Linked DNA regions of Mus musculus: region 2 is linked to region 1. The links are chromatin contacts, called in public Hi-C maps. All regions are on one chromosome and are shown on one strand. The core of a region is the stretch at or near the end of the contact, and the rest is flanking DNA. Distances in the headings are between cores, read along the strand shown. Region 1 has its middle 14 kb from the start of Gm40489. Region 2 has its middle 47 kb from the start of Dusp4.

Region 1 (3,085 bases), core at 273-2,772:
GTTCAATGTTAACCCACATGTGCCTATGTATAGGGAAGATCTTGTAGACACACCAGGGAGACAATTTAAACAATGTTCACAATCATGTGATCTATCAAAATATGGAATTCCCCTTCAACATGATGAGTAACAGGATAAGTGCATAAACTATGGTATAGACAGTCACACAGAGATAGTCGTGACAGTTAAGATATATGAGGTATAGCTACCTAGGAAGTTTTGTTTTAAATATTTTATGCAGACCCCAAGTTAAAGGCAAAGTCTTCCACAAGACTCCCCTCATTTCAGATGCCAACTGTTGGCCTCAGGGTTCCTCGGGTCACCTGCATTTGTAATCACTGCTGTACATCTGATGACTCCCAGGATTCCTTTGGCTTGCTACTTTACTGTCATCACCAGTTCTCTAGAAGCTCGTACACAGGGAGAGATGGATGTGATCAGGTTTACATCCTTTCTCCATGAAACCAGTCTACTGGTCTTCCAAAAGACTGATGAATCCTTAACATTCAGAAAGGGACCCCTGAGTGAACAACTCGGAGCTGGGGATCGATACAAAAGCATGAGGAATTTATTGTTCCAGCATGCTCGGGTTGTCATCCTGCACCCGAAGGAGAAGTGGTGACCCTGGGCATCTGGCAAGTATTTATACAGTTTCCAGAGGCAGACTAGAACATCGGCAACAAGACACAATACGATTGGCAGAACAGTATGCCCTTTAAATTGATTGGTCTTTAGGGAATGAGGTAGTAGGGGCTTAATTAGCCTCTTCCTTCCTGCCTACATGCTCTCTGACCTGTTTCTTCCAGGAGGGGAGGGGTGCCTGGTGGAATTTTCCAATGGCTCTGAGCTGAGCTGACCTCTTCATCATCATATCCCATCTCTACGTCTGGCTCTTGTTCCTATCTTGAAGCGTACCCCTTCTAACTTGTTGAAAGTGTTCTTGTAAAAACCATGGTTTTACTAGCTGCAGATCATAAGTCTGTGCTTACCATCTCTGTGGGCGGCATACTGAGGCCATGATAAAGTGCATGACCTCTACCATCCAGGCTCTGTGCAAGCAAATGCTGTGCTGCTCTCACTATGAAGACATGTTCAACAATACATGCATGTATCAGAAGTATTGCATGTTACTTAATGGCATGTCTGTAGTTAAAACAAAAACTGCAGACCAATCCAGGCCCAAGAGCGTTTTTTAAATCTTGTATATACCCAAGCAGTGACACTGTCATGTGCTCTCAGAATGGAGAATGCTGACTTAGTAGAGCCACCTCAGCAATGACTGAACCCTTGGGTTCCCCAGCTCTACAAAGAACAGAACAGTTGGGACTGAACAATCACTCATGTTTCCTCAAACCATTCCTGGCAACAGTTATCTTAAGTCACATTTCCTGGAAATAGACCTCAGGACAGAGATTGGGTCTGCTGGATTTTTTTCTTTAATTAGGGAGTTGTTACACAGTAAAGAAGTCCTTTGACTTGGGTCCCTGGCATAGAGTTCCAAAAATCCTTGGAATTTCCTGAGTAATAGAAGTGTGCTTATCACACTGATGAAATGACTCAGGAGGGGCGTCAGACTGCCTTAGGAAGTGGTCTTACCACCAGACACAGCTGTAGGCTTAAAGGGTTGGACCTGAGCCTGTGTTCATGAAGGAGATAGGAGGGGAGAGACTGAGCTTAAAGATGTGCCCAGTGCTTTCATCATTCATATCTAGTGTAGACATGAATGATATCTCCCTCACCCAAAACTCTGAGCTACAAACTCAGTGGACCTTTCTGAATGTTAAGGATTCATCAGTCTTTTGGAAGACCAGTAGACTTGTTTCATGGAGAAAGGATGTAAACCTGATCACATCCATCTCTCCCTGTGTACGAGCTTCTAGAGAACTGGTGATGACAGTAAAGTAGCAAGCCAAAGGAATCCTGGGAGTCATCAGATGTACAGCAGTGATTACAAATGCAGGTGACCCGAGGAACCCTGAGGCCAACAGTTGGCATCTGAAATGAGGGGAGTCTTGTGGAAGACTTTGCCTTTAACTTGGGGTCTGCGTATAATATTTAAAACAAAACTTCCTAGGTAGCTATACCTCATATATCTTACCTGTTACGACTATCTCTGTGTGACTGTCTATACCATAGTTTATGCACTTATCCCGTTACTCATCACGCTGAAGGGGAATTCCATATTTTGATAGATCACATGATTGTGAACATTGTTTAAATTGTCTCCCTGGTATGACTACAAGATCTTCTCTAAACATAGGAACATATGGGTTAACATTGAACTTAGGAGATAGGCACACTGTTTTCCAGGGCACAGTCTCCTCAAGACAGGATAGGAAGCCCAGGGCTGCACATGCCCACAAAGACTTCCAATTTCCCCAAGTCATGTCACTTTTCTATAACAGAATGGGAAGAAAATAAAATCTCACCGTCGCCTTGATTTTTATTTCTCTGTTCCCCAGGGACGATCCTTATCTTCTCATATCTTCATTGGCCACAACTCTTCTCAGAATTATGTGAGTCTGGTCTGCATTCTCTTCCTTCCTGTGTCTACACTTTCTACTTAAGGCTGACTCCTGCCTCAATTCCTTTAGAGACACACTGCTGGTGGCACACACTTTCCTTCGACTTTGGTTCTGGAAGTGCCTTCCTTTCTGTCCCATCACTGAAAAGTAGTGTCACGAGTTCTAGGCTGGCAGGTGTCTGGGGTGCACTGATGATGTTGGTCCCTTTACTGACTCCTACAATTACAGCTGAGAAGTTGGCCGTTCCTTTGGTCGCTCCTTCAAGGGCGGCCACTTTCCTTCCATTCCCCATGTTTTAGCCAGTGTGTGCAGATGTGACTACGCCCCAAGCATGTGTGTTGTTTTCAGTTTTTAACCTAACTTTGAAATTCTAGACTCATTCTTGCATTTCTTCTGGAAAATTGACTGTCACCTCTTCAAATACGGCTGTAACCCCCATTTTTTTCTTCTGGTGCATTTTCAGTAATGCTATGAGGCTTTCTCTGCAGTGCCTGATTGCTATCCCACAGGCACATTTATCTCTACTGTCTCTGACTTCTGTTATGGGCGGTTTCTTTTGG
Region 2 (3,061 bases), core at 521-3,020, 260 kb before region 1:
CTTCAGGTCTAGAAAGCACCTGTTCAGGACTTCTGGTCAGTAGAAACCTTTCACTCGGCCACGTTTCTCCTAACCAAATCGTTACTAGGTTATTCACTCTCCTCTGTCCTCAAGGTTCCTCTCTCCCCCAGCACAAGAGACAGGAAGAGAAATATCTGCAACACCATTGCTATTATCACCATGGGGATAGTACAGAAGATTCATATGTTCTGAGCCTCAAATTTAGCCCTTTTAGGGTTGGAGAGATGGTTCAGCTTTTAAAGCCGGGCTCATGACTAAACAACAGATTAGCCCTTTTACCACATATTGGAAGCAGGGGGGTTGGGGGCTGGTTATGAGTCAGTCTACTGTGGCGTCCATCTGTATTGTGCACGTCCCCTCACTAGGAACTGGAATTGCTGTCACATTGCATTCAATGCTATTTATAGGTCAGTTTATTTATGCATCAGTTAAGATGCATTCCGTTTCTACACATTTTATTTACATATAGATTTGATTTAGATGGGGAGGTGATAAATACCTCTTCCATTCAACACAAGAAGACCTCTCCCTGAAAAGCAGCGTTATTTGTGTCTCTGAGTTCCCCCCAGAGTTTTCTCTTACCTATATGAATAAGCAAGCTTACATGTTACACACACACACACACACACACACACACACACACACACACACATACACAAAGAAAGAAAGGGAGCCACAATTTGATTTGGTGCTAAAACAAAAAACAAAAATGAAGACCAGAAATAAAGTATCTTTTGGCTTGTGCTTCTTAAAACACATCTACTTGTGTTCTTTTTGTGGGTGTGTGTTGGGGGGTGGGAGTGAAGCTGAGACTTCTACCTTGTCAGAAAAGAGTCTTAAGCTCTTTTTCTCCTCTTCCAGTTAAGAAACAGATATTCCTTTCCGCCCTGATATTACTCTCCCGATTTACTACTGGATGGTAGGGAGGGCAGAGCTTTGGGGCAAAAAGCTGAAATGCAGAGCAGACTGGAGGAGCAGAGGAGAGGCAGCAATCGGATGCCATGGGGGGGGACGGGACTGCACCCTGAGCTGCTCCTAAGCTCACAAGGAAGGCATGTGTCCCTTCAAGAGGGAGACTCCTGACCTCACAAGGTATGATGTTCTTGTAACTCTTACCTTCATCCAGACTCGCACACTGATTCTGCCATTTCTCTGGCCTGTGGCCCAGTGTTTCCCAGCCCCAGCCCCAGCCCCACCCCCACCCCGTGCTTTCTCATTTCCTGGTTGGAAAAGGTGCTTTGTCACAATGTGAAGGACTCAGAAGAGGGGAGCGACTGTGGAGCCGTCAGCCTATTAATTTGTAGTAATTTTAGTGGCAGCAAGAATCACAGAGCTGTGACTTTTTTGGTTTTTAGGGGTTTTTGTTTTTGTTTTTTGTTTTTTGTTTTTTTTTTTAGATTTTTTTGTTTTGTTTTGTTTTCAAAAAGTAATTTACTCTCCTCTCTCACTGATGTTCAGTTTTAGTCAGAATCAAATATACTTCTTCCTCCTCGGCTTCCCTGGGTACTGAATCACACAGGCTTGCTGAAGAGGAAGGGCCAGGAGGGCTCACCCTGGTCCTCTCAATGTATGGGCCCCACACATCTCTCACCAATCTCACACAGACTTTCAGGCCTCAATATCATGGTCAGGAAATATATTTGTTTTTTTTCAGAGAAAAAAAAAAAGGTCCCATGGCCAAGGTCATCTGTTGGTTTCTGGTGGTGTTTGTCATACGGCTTCAAACACGGTGACTCATAGTCACAAGTCTGAATAAACCTACTTGCTATCATTTATTAAAAATGAGTTTCCCATCGCGAGGGAGGCTGACTGACCTGTGTAAATCACGCCCCTGGAGCCCAGGGCTGATGAAATTACACTTAATGACACAGTCTCTGAGATGGCCCAGGTCTGCTATTTCTGTGGTTTCTTTTGATTTCTATTTGTTTTGCTCCACAACAAGGTCCTTTGCTGATGGCCCAGCTCTCAATGGAGGTGCAGAATCATGGAAGATGGGCAAAACTTTCCATTCTTTCTCTCCCTGCTGGAAATGGGCTGTCATGAAGTCATGAGCCCAAAACAAAACAAAACAAAACACAACAAACAAAACAAAACAAAACACCACAACAGCCTTGAGTGTTAGGGATGATTGAAGGTGGCACCCGAACAAACCCAGCTTGATTTTTTTTTCCTCTGGTGACCATCTTTATGGTGGGTGGAATATTCTAGATAAACAGCTGAAGGTCTCTTATACCAGTGGGTCCAGCTGCCCTCAGTAGAGATACCTCAAGGGTAACTCTCCCTACCAGGACCTGGTCTTTTGATTTAAGTTCCATAATCTTTTTATTCTATTTAGGGGAAAAAAAAGTACATAATAATCTAAGCCCCAAGAGGAGACTATCAATTTAGAATATGAAATATAAGCCCCAGCACACAGACGACGATAGCCTATTGACTACTGCATTTCCTCCCTGTAGGCTGGTGTGTATGCACAGCCAATTATAACTGCAAGAAGAGCCTGGTAGAACGAGGCTCAGGGGAGAAGGTGGCGGATTTAAAATGTGCATCCAGTCTTATTTACCCCTTCTCTTATTCTCTAGAGCACATGCATGCGCCCGTGTGTGCAGCAGACTTTCTAAAGCAAAAGAAAACCAGCAGCGTGATAGATGACTGACTTGCTATTTATTACTGTTTTTCACTAAGGATAATAAATATATCTACATGCTAAAAAAAAATTTCAACCAGAAATAAATGAAGTGAAAACAAGAGCCTTGCTTCTAGCTTCATCCCCACTCCCCATGGTTGCCAATGTCCTATGCTTTCCTCCAAAGACAGTTGGCATGTGTTACTGCTTCCACTGTCTGTATGTACAGGCAGTCATATCTGTAAACCCTGTTAGACACCTCACTTTTTTTTTTTTCGAGACAGGGTTTCTCTGTGTAGCCCTGGCTGTCCTGGAACTCACTTTGTAGACCAGGTGGCCTCGAACTCAGAAATCCGTCTGCCTCCCGAGTGCTGGGATCAAAGGCGTGTGCCACCACACCCGGCTAATTTGTTTTAA

The links. A called contact is a pair of places that touch in the nucleus more often than the background predicts.
Region 2: a contact with region 1 is called in a Hi-C map of pancreatic cancer cells, with 2.1 times the contacts expected there. The contact joins two enhancer-like sites. A contact is called at or near these places in 1 of 15 datasets of contacts at CTCF or cohesin (CD8 T cells), 3 of 484 Hi-C or Micro-C datasets (bone marrow-derived macrophages, cerebellum and pancreatic cancer cells) and 4 of 115 datasets of contacts at active chromatin or transcription factors (CD8 T cells, embryonic stem cells, regulatory T cells and 1 more).

The regions. Positions count from the first base shown.
Region 1 is chr8:34,501,293-34,504,377 of GRCm38.p6, reverse strand. It overlaps the pseudogene Gm8268. Among named protein-coding and RNA genes, the nearest start is that of Gm40489, 14 kb to the right of the region's middle. Within about 2 kb of position 1,522, at least 9 of the 459 cell types and tissues checked have an H3K27ac peak or open chromatin away from gene starts, as enhancers often do. A contact at or near this core is called in pancreatic cancer cells, where this site is marked.
Region 2 is chr8:34,759,445-34,762,505 of GRCm38.p6, reverse strand. No RefSeq gene overlaps it. Among named protein-coding and RNA genes, the nearest start is that of Dusp4, 47 kb to the left of the region's middle. Within about 2 kb of position 1,770, at least 71 of the 459 cell types and tissues checked have an H3K27ac peak or open chromatin away from gene starts, as enhancers often do. A contact at or near this core is called in pancreatic cancer cells, where this site is marked.